Linked DNA regions of Danio rerio: region 2 is linked to region 1. The links are chromatin contacts, called in public Hi-C maps. All regions are on one chromosome and are shown on one strand. The core of a region is the stretch at or near the end of the contact, and the rest is flanking DNA. Distances in the headings are between cores, read along the strand shown. Region 1 holds the start of optc (opticin). Region 2 holds the start of ppp1r15b (protein phosphatase 1, regulatory subunit 15B).

Region 1 (7,726 bases), core at 1,496-3,995:
CAAAAGTTTAATCGATTAAAATAAATATTGATTTATCATCCAGTGGTCCTCCTCGTAGACCATATAAATCAAATGGATTACTTTTATAGCATTCATTTCCCTTTACTGTAGAAAGAAAAGTTTTACTTAACTATTAGAATTACTGCTTCTGACACATACAGGAAAGAAAATTATTCAGGTATGATGATAGACTGACACTGACAAAAAGAAACCTCTCGTGAAAGCTCACCTCCTCATGCTCATCATCATAATTATAGTGCAGATCCCATGAGTCTGGGTCATCATAATTCTCCAGGCCAAATGCTTTAAGATCCAAATCAGTTGGAGGGGCACCAAGACTAAAGCCCAGAAGAATCCAAACGAGATACAGCAACATCTAAAGGAGATAAAGTAAATGGTCTTTTCAGACTGCTTTGTAATTAGACACCAATTATGGATTTAACATCACAAAGTGTCAAGTTAATCCGCTCTATGCCATTTCCTGTGCCAACTTTCTAATTAGCTGAAAGACTGTGCTTCATTTTGAGGTTATGGTACCGTCCACTCTTCCCCCTTCCCGAGGGGTTTTATAACAGTCTGCAGGAGCTCTTTGTCTGTAGCCACAGATGCCTGTCACACCTCTATTTGTTTAACCTTTGAGGGCACTTCTTTCCGGCTGCTGAGACATGTACGTAGACCCATAATAGCTACAAACTTCACATATAATGACAGAGTGATGGTTAAACACTTTAGACCCTCCATGCGTTTAAAAACATAAATACATCAGTTTTTGTGTGCTTAGCTATGGTAATCTATCATCTAGTTGTATGGATGTGGAACATGGAAAGAGGCTGTTAGCAGATGACATGAGTGTGCAAAGCCAAAACATGAGTTTTCCACACAGAGAAATGGAAAAAAGTAAGAGACAACTTTTTGGAAATGTATGAATTTGGTTTGATGACACTACTGATTTCTTGTCAATTTTAAATGAAAACATGTTGTAAACTAAGCATTAAATCAAAACAGTTAAGAAATCAACATTTGATGGAATTACACCTTGATTCTCAAAAATGAAACAGATGTTATTCTGGCCAATCTCTCTCCCTCACTCTCTCATTACTTTAACACAATTGCAAGCTCTTCATTATTTTACTCCGGCATATTACTCAAGCCAAAAACTTGTACTTTTAAATAAGTATGCTTGTCAGTCTGTGATAGTTCACCCAAAAAAAAAAAAAAAAAAGAATTTACTCACAATTTACTAAACCTCAAGGGGTTCCAAACCTTCAGGAGTTTCTTTGTTCGTTTTAGCACAAAAGAAGATATTTTAAAGATTTTTTGAAAACTTTAACTATTGAATTCAATAATAGGAAAAAAAAGCTTATTATTGAAAAAAGCTAATTATTGCAGGTTTCCAACATTTTTCAAAACATCTTCTTTGTGTTCAACAGATCAAAGAAATTTAAATTGTGACAAGTGAAGGGTGAGTAATTTTCAGTTTTGGGTGAACTATCCCTTTAAGTATACAGTGCTCAGCATGAGCACACCACATTTTAAAAATTTATATTTTTATCAATTTCTCAATGAATATAAACAATGTATTTTGGTGCATTTAAACAAAACAGATTTATTAAACAGATATATTTATAAAAATAATATTTTAGTCACCAAAAATATAAATATGAAATTTGTAAGATAATACAATTAAATTCATTCAAAAATATTGCAAAAAGAACCAACAGAATTTTTATTTATTTATTTATTGATTCTCTTGATTTTTTCTCTTTTTTAAAATTTGTATTTAATAATTTTCTTTAACATATACATTTGGGTGTACTAGTTTTAAGACCGTTACCGTACGTTATTTTGTTAGATAATCTCCAGATTTGGCTTCAGTACTGACTAATCTGAGGTATATGCACAAATATAATATTGTATCCTATTTAAAATATGAATTTAAAAGATAGATTTGTGAGGGGTGAGCACTGTAATTTAGAATATACTGTTAACACCTCCGTGTTGATAACCTAACAAATGTAGATTTTTTAATTAGATTTGATTCAATTTTTTTTGTCATTACAAATGTACAAATACAATGCAAGGAAATGCAGTTTAGGTCTAACCAGCAATGCAATAGCAGCAGGTATAAGTTATAAGTGCATTTATAGAAAAACTATGATGATATTTACAGCTGGATGTACTATAAACATTATATACAGGTTGTATTAGCTATGAACAGAGATTTACAATAAATGAATATATGTACAGGTTGCTATTAATAATCAGTAGTGTGCAGATAGATAAACATAATTACAAATGTATGTACAGTTGGTGTGTACATAATTACAAATGTCCATGTGCAGTGGGTATGTACATTTCAAATAAGGGAATCAGTGCAATGAATATGTGCAATTATAAATGTGCAAATGTTAAACAGTGCAGTGATTTTGAGGAGTATCTTACATGATAAATCCAAATCACATGTAATCCTCTGATCTAATTTAACCCAGATTGACTCATGTTTTTTTTTTCACACTTGTTTCCCAAACAGCTCAAATTTAAAACATTAATATTCAAAGCTCCCCTGGGTCTCTTCAGTTATTCGGCTTAACCTGTTCTTAAAGTGTTCACAATTAAACCAAGAGACCAAAGAGTCTTCACTCAGCAGGAAGGAGGCCTACCTTTGATGTTTGTCTTTGAATGGCCATAGCCCAAAAGCAGCTCTTGCGGGAAAAGAGGTGTGGAAGCTGGCCTTGTGTTCTCCTGAGGATTGAGTATTGAATCTAACCCAAGATTAAGAAGGCGGTCAGGTTAGGTGAGGGGGAGAGCTGTGGGAGCTCAACTGGGGGATGGCCAGGTCAGTTTGCTCAGCTGTCACTAATTCTACAGCCTTGTCAATGGTGAAGTATCAGTTTGGTTTGGTAATTTACCGCTTCTTACCAGCAGGATGTTTTTCAGACGTGTTTCCCTAGAGAGATGCAAAGTTTCTTCTTCTTTTTGTTTTAAATTGCACTGCATTTACTGACATTTTTGTCATTCCAGAACACAGTTCTGGTCTGGTCATTTACGACTCCTTACCAGCAGGTTGTGCTTTTTAAGACGCTTGTCCTTTTTTTTATCTTGTATTTTGTTTAGTTACATTTTGGCATCTCAGAAAACTATTTTAATTTGACAATTTACATTTCTTACCAGTGGCTTGTGGTTTTTGCACTACAATAATGACATTTTTCAACCAATCACTCATTTTTAATATGTGATTCTGTCCTTATGTTCCTGCAAAATGGTAATTTCTGGCTGAAATGACTAGAAGGCAGCAAAATACTAACCACAGAGTTCAAGCAAACTGAGAAAACATTTTCATTTCAATTTGACAACAAATGCACTCACAAATTCTCACAAACAGATGAAACACGCTGCAAATAGTGCAGATAACAGAAATTGTCAGGGGACCATAAAAAGTGATGAACCCTACAAATCTGCTTCCTGGTCATTAGTGTTCAGCAGTGTTCAGTTCAGTAGTCTGACATGCTTGCCTTCTAACTTGCAGTTGTTCTTAGAGTAATTGTTATTAACATCACATTAAAATAACATTTTATTGTGCAATTCTTCATATTACAGCTGAAAATAAACAAAAAAAGGAAGCAAACATGAGTGCAGCGCTCGAGCTTAAGCTGATAACATATGGGCTAGAGCTATCTGACATGTAGTAATGCTGACGAGTTAACAAAATATCATAAAATGTGGTATTTGAAGATCGTTATGAACAATGTGTGTATATATACGTCCAGTAAAGTGCATATGAAGTGTGTATATATGTGATTTAATGTTAAAAATGTTTTATCAATTGATGTTTGCCTTGTGTTGCAAGGCTGGGTTTTTTGTGTGAGTTAAGCATCTGTGACGAATCCCTGCTTCAAGATGAAATTTAGGAAAAACCATTTCACCTGTTGGTCTGTGTGTTTATTACCTGGCAATGCTATCTTATGGCAGTTCATAACATTATGATTCAGTGGCTACTTCGTGTAAAATTGTACAATCTCATTTGTTCAATTTAGTTTAATTTGCTTATTCCCCAATGATGGTTGGGTTTAGGGGTGAGGTCGGGTGCCACCCCTCTTTTAAAAGACTGTGGCTGAACTCGAATTAGTCACTAAACTGAAAAATGAAAAATAATGATATTTTCTTGTGAGATCAGGCTGGACATGGATGTTAAAATAATTTCTGGCAATTCATCAACTGAAGGCAACCAGGTTTGTCACTTTTTAGGGTCCCCCGACATCTTCCGTTGTGTTCTGCTATATGAGCGATTTTGTGTAAGTGTTAATTTGTGTGCATGTGTGTTGTCAAACTGAGATGTTTTCTCAATTTGTTAATAATTTACTTTTTGAATGTGTTTTCTTCGGTCAATGTATTTTTTCAAAACATGAATAAGCGGATTCCTGCAAATAAGCTATATTTTAGATCAGTTGTTTGCACAATACTATGTAAAAATCTAATTGCACTTAAACAAGTAAGATTTCATCACATGTTCATTCATTTGTTTTCCTATAGCTTAGTCCCTTTATTTATTAGGGATTGCCACAGCGGAATGAACCATCAACTTAGCTTGCATATGTTTTACACAGCGGATGCCCTTCCAGCTGCTACCCAGTACTGGGAAACATACATACACATGTGTAACGGAGGCCAGCCAGTAGGTTCTGTGCAGGTAAACCTCACTCCTCTGACCTCTGAGGGTGCTCTAGCGATATATGCTAGACGACATGGTCTTTAGCCTCCTTGTTAGAGCAACTGACCACCATGCGGAAGGTCGCCAGTTCGATCCCAGCTCGGAGCGGGTTGTGTGGTGTAGGACCGGTGGGGTTACACATGCACACTCATACACTACGGCCACTTTAGTTTATTCAATTCACCTAAAGTGCATGTCTTTGGACTGTGGGGGAAACCCATACCAACATGGGGAGAACACCAGTTGGTGTGGGTTTCCTCCGGGTGCTCCAGTTTCCCCCACAAGTGCAACAATATTTGGTACAGGTGAATTGGGTAGGCTATATTTCCCATAGTGTGTGTGAATGAGTGTGTATAGATGTTTCCCAGTGATGGGTTGCAGCTGAAAGGGCATCCGCTGCTTAAAAACATATGCTTGATAAGTTGGTGGTTCATTCGGCTGTGGTGACTCCAGATTAATAAATAAATAAATAAATAAATAAATAATGAACAAAACAGTAGGGGTGGGACAAAACATTGATATGTCAATATATCGTGATATATTCGACCGTGATACATCATTGATACTCTGTCTCCAAGTATCGATATTTTTCCTAAATGCAAAAAAACCCAAAAGATCTAAATTAATTAAACAGACATACACACAGTTTACCACTTTGGCTGCAGTACACACATCTGCCACCAAGTGACGTATCCAGTAATGGCGGATCAACAATACGTCAGAGAAGCACCAGCGCCATTTAAAACCACTGACAGATGAGCCATTGTAATGGTGAATCTCGGACATATGGATATCTTGTCTGTCCAGGCTGGACCGAGGTATTTGTGTTTCAAACATCACAACTCACTCTAATTTTCCACTTGTTTTTCCCTCACAGACGAGCTTTCACTTCGCTAGATCGCTCGCCTTTGCCCGCGGTCAGTGCTGCGAGATTTACAGGATTATGTTCTCAAAATATTTCATTCCCCAAGATGTCAATAGGATATGAACATATAATCTGAAGGGCTTTGCGTTTATTTAATCATTAAAGACCTTGTAAAGGTCCTGTAAGATGATTTTGTTGAATATATTATATAAGGATATTAGAATTTTGGCTGAAAATATAGCCTAAGGGAAATAAAAAACTGTTAAAAGTTCCTTTTTTTATTTGATGACAAAATAACTAATGTTCTCCACTGCTCGAGACACTATAAGTGCTCAGAGGAGTCTGTGTTCACCTCTCTGAGCATTCTGATCAGTTACTGTTTTTGAAGAAAGTTTTTTAATCTAGTGAGAATGCATGATTTTGGCTGATTAATAAAAATAAAGCAAAAAATAAAAGCATAAAATGCATTAAATAAGTTGTCAATGTTGTATTAAGTGTCTTAATTTTACAGAACTTATTTATGTTGGCAGTGTTTTCTTAAATGTAGGCTATATTCCACAAAATGGACATTCTGCTGCTATGACTAATTTAGAAATGTGCCCTTTCAGTCACAAACGTCTCTCTGCACGTCTTGTTTGACAGCTTATAACTCTTGTTTTACACTGTTCTGATTCTATAAAGCGTGTGCTGTTAATATAATAACTTTTTGATGCATTTTTTCTCATTCCTTTACAAATATTGTGATAAATCGTGGATGGTTTTCTTGTGTTATATCGATATATTGAAGAATCGTTGTGATATATCAATATCAGGGGCAAAATATTGTGATACTATTGTATTATGAGTTAACGGGATTCCCACCCCTATAAAACCCACAAGAGATAATTTCTGGTTTTGCCAGAATCAGATGTTAAGAATGAGCCTGTAGGATGTTTTTAGCATTCCTGAGCAAAATTCTGATTTAGTGGGTTTCAGATGTGTGTCCTAGCAATATGTGAGGTTTCTCTCTCTCTCTCTCTCTCTCTCTCTCTCTCTCTCTCTGTCTCTCTTTTTGTACTATATTTAATGATGTTTTTGATTTCAACACATCGGTTTGTTAATTTTTTTTCCCCAGCAGGTTTTCGTTTTCAGACATATGTGTCCTAGTAATATTCAGGTTTTCTCTTTTTTTAAATGGTTTTTGAATTACATAATGAATTTGTGCATTTCCAGGAAGCAGTGGTTTAGAATAATCAGCCCATCTTTGTTGTTGCCAATGCATTCAAGGAATTTAATTCTTAGAGTTCATAATATAATAGTGACAAGGAAAAATCTGGGTTGTAATAGTTTGACTCGATTTGCTGAAGTCACAAAACTGATTGTAACCCTTTAAAGTCAGATTAAACTAATGCACCTAATGTTATTTCATGGTGTGTTGAGCAGGTCAGTGAGGTCAGCTGTTTGTGATTTGACTCAGACCGACATCCAATAGCAAACCTACTGATCGACCTTTGACTTTGTCTGATTTTTTACTGGCGTCTGCATGGCAAGGCCCAAAATAGACACTCATTCCTGCTTCATTGCTTCTCTTTCAGAGGTCTTACATCACTTCTGAATTAGCAACCATGTTTCGGAGATCAGACTTTCCACTGCTAAATTCTTTGTGCAGATAACGACAAGCTGAGACTAAACCAATAAATAACCAGAAAGGAAGTGCATAAAACTTTATGGTATCTCTCTTATCATGAGGAAAATGTTGTTGTTGTTGTTGTTGTTTTTTCAGCACAAAAGTTTTTTTTTTTTATACTTTTAGTGTTTTAGTTCATCCAAAATGCAATAGAAAATAAAAGTGCAAAAAAACAACAACCAAAAAATCAGGAAACATTATTGTTGTTTTGCTGCTTAATATTTTTGAGCAGACCGTATTCGGTAGAAAGTTTAAAAAAACACAGCACTGTACAAAGAAATCTTTTGTGAGATTATAAATGTCTTTGCTGTCAGATTACCTCAGTTTAATATATTCTTTCTGAACAAATTCAGGGAAAAATATTAGGTTAGAATATTCACATTTTTCCAGATAGAATTTGAACTATAGATAAATGCATAACAGATGAATATTGAACAAATTAATGGATTTGTGTTCATTCCAATACAAAAAATAAATAAATTAAAAA
Region 2 (7,726 bases), core at 3,074-5,573, 310 kb after region 1:
TTTGGTGTCTATAAAAATATTTAAGCAATGACTTTAATTAAAAGCACAGTGAAATGTGACTAGGCATGGGACAGGAACCGTTTTCAAGGTATACTGCGGTTTAAAAAAAGTCAAAGCTTTAAAACCGCCAAAATTTTGTTGTACTGTTCCTTCAATATGTGTAAGATTTTTTTTATTTTGTTTTTTAGGAGTCAATGATACAGTTGAATTATTTAGCCTTACATGTTTGCTGTAAATGTTTCTCAAAATACAATATTTTGTGTTCAATGGGGAAAAAACGTTTTTGTTTTCTATCCAGACATTTAAAAGAACATATTGTAGAGGAGCCATCACAACACCGTCAAACCGCAATATTTTTATCTAAGTTTAGCATACCGTCAGAATCTTATACCCGCCACGCCTAAATATGATAGTATAAAATTGTACAATTTAACTATTTTTCTATTTTTAGTATATTTTTAAAATGTATTGTACTTGAGAATTAAAAATGTTCATTTTCAACTCTCCTTCTTCAGTGTCACATTATCCTTCCAAAACAATTGCTGTTTTGATTTGCTGCTCAAAATGTAAATTTTTTAAGTTAGAAACAGGTTTTTTGAAGATTTCATCAAGTCACAATTAAGACTTTTTAAGACCTATATAAGACCATTAAGTATAAAATTTTAGACTTATGTGATTGTAACGTGATTGTTTTTATTTTTTCTGATTAAGAAATTTAATTTGGGTAATTTTCTGTAAAAAAATATATATATAACAGCTGTTGTAAATTGTATCTCTTTGCACTAAAAAAATGAAACAGAGAAAAAATAAGGTTTTATTTGGATGTATTGTTGGTGATTAGATGGATGTCCACCCAATCGAGTAGCATTACTTGAACAAAACAAAATTAACACATATTAATATTAATAATTTAATTACTAATTTAATCAATTACATACAACATAATATTTCAGTGAATTTAAGGCCTAAAATATAGCTTTTGAAATTTAGGACATTAAGAGTTTTTAGAACCCAGGCGGACACCCAGTAAAAAGCACTGTGTGCACTTTACATGTTTATCAGACCAATATGTTTGATCAGTGCAAAACTGATATTTTCCAATTCTATAATTTTATCGATGTGCTCTTGCTGAATATAAGTAATTATTTAAAAAAATATATTAAATATCTTATGTGTCCCCAAAAACCTATACAGTGATGCATATTAAAACATGAACCCAATTATGAGATATTGAATAAACATTAACTACTGTCCACTAATTGCACCTTATTAAAAGATAGCACTTTCTTTTACCCAACGGTTTTAGCCACGTTTACCACCACTGCACAAACTAAAATTTCCTCCAGGTGATCAATAAAATCTTATCTTATCTAAAAGAACTATATAACATATTAAAAAAGGAGCATGCTGACTGTTTAAAATTAACTTTCCTACACAGAAATTGCTAGCCCAATACTTTAATATTAACTTCCAGGACTTGAAGCATATATAATGATTTGAAACGTTGTGTTGAACTTAAGTGGACTGCATACAAAACTGAAACCAACAATGATTCAAAGGAGAACTGACAAGTCTCCATCTGACTCATTCTTATATTCTAGACATAAACAGATGTTCTCAATGCAACCACACTATGTCTCACTTTAGAAGTGTTCAGAAAGATAATTATATACACAGATTTGAACTGGAATGCAACAATGCATTAATTATGGTCATAATTATACAAACCTTCTTCAAGTGAATGGCTGTGGCACTGCTTGAGCATGGCACAGGGGAAATCTCTGAGAATCCACTGTCCAGCCTCTCCTCAGCCTCCTCTCTCTTATAGTGTGGCATTCCAGGCGCTTTCTCCTTACGGCACCCTTTGGGGGGTTTTTTAGTCTGTACAGGGGCCTGGAAGTTGAGGAGGCTGTACGGGTCTGCTGAGCAGCTAAAAGAGTTCCATAATCTCCGGTTCTCTTCCTCGTCCATCTCGCAGACGTCTTCGCTGGACTCGTTCTCTGAAAGTGAGGGTGATGATGACGAAGGCGAAGATGGCTGGGAGGATATATGAGCTGGTGGAGACTCTGAGACCGGCGAGTCTGTAGTCGCAGGGCTTGGCTTGGTGGCTGTCCTTATAGGAGCTGTGAAGTTCCTTGGATTATAAGGATCCCCGTTTTGGCACAGAGAATTCCACAGTCTCTCAGCCTCAGAGTTGCCTTCCTCTCCATCTGAATCTTCCTCGGATTCATCGTCGCTGTCATCAAGGTCCTCCGAATCGGAGTAGTGGGATGAGCCTTCACTATCAAAGCCATCATCATCATCATTACTATCCCAGTCATCATCATCATCATCATCCTCCTCCGATTCAGATTCGCCACTGCAAGGGCTACCCATGATGTAAGCGATGACCTTGTTTTCACACTGAGGCGTGGCTAAAAGGGATACATTATCAGCAGCGGCTTCTACAGTCTTCTCAGACTCCTTTTCCTCTCCTCCCTTAATTTCTTCCTCACTTAAGATAGGTAGGCTTTGTAGCTCACTCCCTGTAGTGTTACTCTGAGATGAGTCGTCTTCGGAGGCAACAGCGTTGGTTGTGTCCGACACCTCCTGTTCCTTGGAAAGCAGTTTCATATGAAGCTTACTATTCGAGTGTTCTTCCTCCAAGCTGGAGTAGCCATTATCTTGGTCAGGTGTCAAAACAGCCACTTCACTGTAGGCTCTACCACAAACCAGCAGCTGCTGCCCAACATCTAGTGGAAGCTGGTATGAGTTTGAGAGCAATTCTGTTTTGGACATGTGCAGCAGTGCATTGTGGGTCAGCTCTTTGGAGCACAAGGGTCTAGCGCTTTCGTTGTGCATTGATGGCCCATCATTGCTTTGACAATAGCCAACACTGTGATGTTCTCCACAATGCTGCCAGCTCGTATCAGTCTCTTTTCTGCTTTGTGCTACATTTAGCAGCAAGTTTGGAGGTCTGTCATTGGCCTCCAAAAATCCTCCCTGCCACCAGCTATTAGTGGATCGCACAGACACCATATCCGGGCACAAATCGCAAGCGCTTTCAGGTTTTGCACGCTTTTTTTCCTGGGTGTTCAATAACACCTGGCTCAGCATGTTTCTTGCTGTTCCCAAGTATCCGACTGATGCCTGCTTTTGAAGGCTGAAATCTTTCTGGGAAGTGTTTTGAATTCCCAGTTCACTCAGTGATTCCTGTGTGAACCAGGCAAGAGTGCCAGGGTCTCCAGGGGCCACGCATGCAGCATTTTCATGCTGGCAGTGGAGGTATGCGACGTTCAGAGGCGTTAAAGAGTTTCCGATATCAAGGTGTGACTTCATTTCAAATGCAGTCTGTGTCTTTCCGGGGAAATACCTCTGCAGGAGAGACCACGCAGGCCTCGAGACCAGAGAGAACACGCTTATCCACGAGCTGTCAGTGCGCTCGTCACCGTCACGCGCGGACCGCGTGTCCCCTGGAATAAAGTGTCCATGTGTGCTCATACTTCTGAAAAATATGAAATGAGGTGAACTACATAAACTGAAAGAAAATAAAACAAATTATATAATTCTTCTACAATTGGCTCCACGTTGTTCAGACTGAATTTGAATAAAAGTGCTCGGGTTTATAATGTCAAGCTTAAATGTCTCTCAATGTTACTAATATACATAACAGCCTTAACACAACCTAACGTTAAATATGGCCTTATAAGGCTTAGCTGGCTAGCGCAGCTTTTAATGTGGGGCTAAATGTTAGCTACGAACAAAGTAAAACGCTGCGTTTCTCATTCCTTCCAGCCTCTAACACCATCCATGAGGGCTGATAAATATTCTCCGGGGTTAATGAAGTAGTCCATGTCGTTTAGACTGTTTGGAGACCGGCCCGGCTCGCGCGAACAGCTTCAGCGTCCATATTGACCGCAGCGTTGCCGCCAACTGTGCCGTCCTGAGGAGAATAACACCAATTATTTCGGGTTGAAGGGATCGTGGAAACAGCAGAAGGAATTGACAAGCGTTTTGAAGTGTTGTAAGAGTAAAATAGGCTGGTAAACTCCAAAGGAAAGCTTGAAACAAAAGCCATTTTGACGTCTTAGAGGAAGCGAGCGTCGGTTCTTCAACTGTCAGTCTTCTGTCACCTCAATCGAGCCGCGTTTTGGGACGAAAATACTGTACGCTGTTGGAGAAAAAACGGCTGAATCATCAAAATCGAGTCAAAGCGCTCTCCTTAAAGTTACGACAAAAACCGAATCACTTTTAATTCGTTTTAAACAGAAATACTCGGTATAGAGACTCGTTGACGTCGCCGTCTCGCTCGCTAGCCGCGGAGCTAAAGCGGAGAGATTTCATCAGAAAAGCCGTAAGGGAGCGTCTCTAAAGTGCTGCAGCACCGCGTTTACTAGGGACCGTGGTAAAAGTTCTATCTCACGTTGTACTCTGAAACGTGTGTGTTATATAAGATGTTCAGAACATGTCACGCAATGCTTAGGCAATACATATTGAAATCCCTCAAGACATTCTAAATCTTTAATACTTTCTTCTAGTCGTTTTTACTTATCTTGTCAGAGTTTCTCCAGGGAGACTTTTAGCATAAATCTTATCTGACGTATCAATTCTTGCTTTGGTGCAAAGACTTTTTTGTAGAAACTGCCTGCAGAATCCCTCAAGCACAGAACTAATGCTTCATGAAGAATTGACCGTGCACACTGTATGAAAATATATACTTTGTTCTTTCTCTTATGATTTTCAGTGAATATCAATACACGCAGAAGCTGTTCATTTAGCACAAAGGCAGGAGCACTTTCAGGGCGAACTCACACTAAGTGGGAGAAAAATATACAATCTGTAAAATAAATGAACTAACCTTATCATCGTTGTCTAAGATTAATGATTAATTATCACTTTATGAATATAAAAAGTTAAACGGTTTTGAGTTTAAAAAGTACAGTGGATGAGAGAGCTTAACGTGCTGCAATTTAAGAAAACACATGCAACTACAAAAAAACATCAGCAAATTAAAACAAGATCTTCATCCGTTTGATAGCACACGTGCTGCAAAACTTCTCAATACACACACATAAAAAAGCACTGCATTTTCCCACAACGCAAACAAATTACGAAAACACGCTACAATTTCTCACAACACAAAAAACATTGGAACACAACGAAAATATATCAAGGGAACCCAATAACCTGATGGATTGTGAACTGCATTGTGATCAAAAGCAATGCGTTATTGCAAATTGGTTGCATTGTGAGAAAATGCAGCGCATATAATTAATTATTTGTGTTGTGTAAAAGTTGCAGCGCGTTTTATTAAATGTTTACGTTATGAGAAAATGCAGCGCGTCATTGTAAATTGTTTGCATTGTAAGAAAATGCAGCATGTTATGGTAAATTGTTTGCATTGTGAGAAAATGCAGCGCATTTTATTAATTGTTTGGGTTGTGTGAAAATGCTGCAATTTTTATTAGATGTTTACATTGTAAGAAAATGCAGCGCATCATCGTAACTTGTTTGCATTGTAAAAAAATGCAGTGCGTTTTATTAATTGTTTGCATTGTAAGAAAATGCCGCACGTTATCATAAATTGTTTGTGTTGTGAGAAAATGCAGTTCTATTAACTGTTTGCGTTGAGAAAATGCAGCGCGTCATCGTAAATTGTTTGCATTGTAAGAAAATGCAGGTCGTTTTATAAATTGTTTGTGTTGTGAGAAAATGCAGTTCTATTAACTGTTTGCGTTGAGAAAATGCAGCGCGTCATCGTAAATTGTTTGCATTGTAAGAAAATGCAGGTCGTTTTATAAATTGTTTACGTTGTGAGAAAATGCAGTTTTATTAACTGTTTGCGTTGAGAAAATGCAGCGCGTCATCGTAAATTGTTTGCATTGTAAGAAAATGCAGGTCGTTTTATAAATTGTTTGCGTTGTGAGAAAATGCTGTGCATTTTTAATCCATGTATGCATTATGAGGACGTGTGCTGTCAAACTAATGATCTTTTTCTTAATCTGCTGTAGTTTTTTTGTAATTGCATGTGTTTTCTTAAATTGCAGCCTATTAAGCTCTCTCATCCACTGTGAAAAAGCCATCATTTATATAATGTCAAAGTGGTAGATCACCTCAGATAACTATCTGAGCAGAATTTAGGATTGGATAGATGGAAAAGGATGAAAAGGTCAAATACATGCTAAGTGGCAGCTACCTTATACAACCAAATATTTAATCTAAAACAAATTAGGCTGTAAGGATTATTACATTGACAAATATGCTAAAAAATACTTAATAAAAATGTAAATAGACAATTATGCTCAAAATCAAATGAGTTTTACAGACTTGTGTATTCTTTCATTATAACTAAAAGATTCAATGTGCACTGTAGACAGCTTTGATAAATATAAAACTTTGTGAGATTGTTTTGAACTAAGCGAGTTCTAAAGCATATAGGTGTCGCCTATTGTCTTTTTAAACAATTCACTAGTGAACCTCACTCACACAAATGTACACAACAAACCAATTACAAACGAAAACACAAAACAGAAGAAATATCCAACTGCAGTCTAGTTTATTTGTTTGCATTTTACTCACTTTAGATGCAGACTTTATATTATTTGCCATGAGAGCAGAATTTGATTCCCAGGTTGTCCTAATTTAACTTGCTTTCGGCGCAATGTTTTAATTTGATAGATGAACATGGAGGAATGAGACATTTATGTCATCAGAACTCTCTGGAGGAGCTTCAGGACAATGAGAAATGTGTAAGACCATAGATGGTTCAGACAGGCAATTAAAGCCTTTATGATAAACCCCAGTCTGATGTAATTCTTACCTCAGTGTGATGACAGCCCAATATGGGATAAAGTCAGCGATGTCTCAGTAAAGTGGATTGTTGCGGTCAGTCATGCGTAATTGAGATTTACAAATAAATCCAACCAAGGATTTAGTGCATGCAATGCTCATGTTTGTATTTTGCATTTGACATTGATCGTTGGACCATCTCTTTAGCGCTTTATGTGATCCAACAATGACAAAAATAAAAAAACATTTACAATGTTCAAGCCAGTTTCTCTGTGCATTTATTAAGTGCAAATAAACATTAAAAACATGATCTGAAATTAGAAGGAACAGTCTAGAAAGGAATACAATGGGATAAAGCCCATTTACAATCCATACATCACATCAAATTCATTTTCTCAGCATTTACAGTATTCCAACCCTACTGATCTTACTCGCATTCTCTTTAGTTATTAAAATAAGCATCACAGATGTTATAAAAGTTCTATACCTTTAAATCCAAACTCTTCACATTCACAACAAAAAAGATAGCTTTTTTAATAAATGTTCAGTTTTTCATTATGGGTTGGCATGGAAATCATATACAATCATTTCCCTTAAGGGTTAACTTCAAACAGTTGTGCCATTTGGGAGGAAAATATCAATTCGTCATTTGAAAGAAACTTCAATCCTTTAGAAAAATGTCCTTTATATTGGAAATGGAGCTGGTTTTTCTGGTTAGAAAAAGCTACGGAACAGGGACTACTCTGACCTGGATAATCTTACCTAAGTTTGCTTAAGGCTACTGGATTGTTAGAGCACCTCGACAAACAGGGTTGCACTTTGGACTTGAAGATCCTTCATTTTAAGATATTAATTCATGATAATAATCAAGAATGAAAAGGTACTGTTGTGATACATTTCTAATAAAGCCTTTGAATTCCGGTTTTAATTTTTACACAATAAACAATATCATTCCTTA

The links. Hi-C and Micro-C count contacts between places; a contact is called where the count stands out from the background.
Region 2: a Hi-C map of an unstated tissue shows a contact between it and region 1, with 4 times the contacts expected there. The contact joins the promoter of ppp1r15b here to the promoter of optc in region 1. A contact is called at or near these places in 2 of 18 Hi-C or Micro-C datasets (caudal fin and an unstated tissue).

The regions. Positions count from the first base shown.
Region 1 is chr11:25,311,632-25,319,357 of GRCz12tu, forward strand. optc (opticin) reads right to left here and starts at 2,746. Exons shown (of 7, transcript NM_001003583.2): 1 at 2,661-2,746; 2 at 230-376. The coding sequence starts at 2,687.
Region 2 is chr11:25,620,326-25,628,051 of GRCz12tu, forward strand. ppp1r15b (protein phosphatase 1, regulatory subunit 15B) reads right to left here and starts at 4,324. Exons shown (of 2, transcript XM_017358331.4): 1 at 1,729-4,324. The coding sequence starts at 3,480. It overlaps pik3c2b (phosphatidylinositol-4-phosphate 3-kinase, catalytic subunit type 2 beta), which reads right to left. Exons shown (of 34, transcript XR_012387163.1): 34 at 7,030-7,296.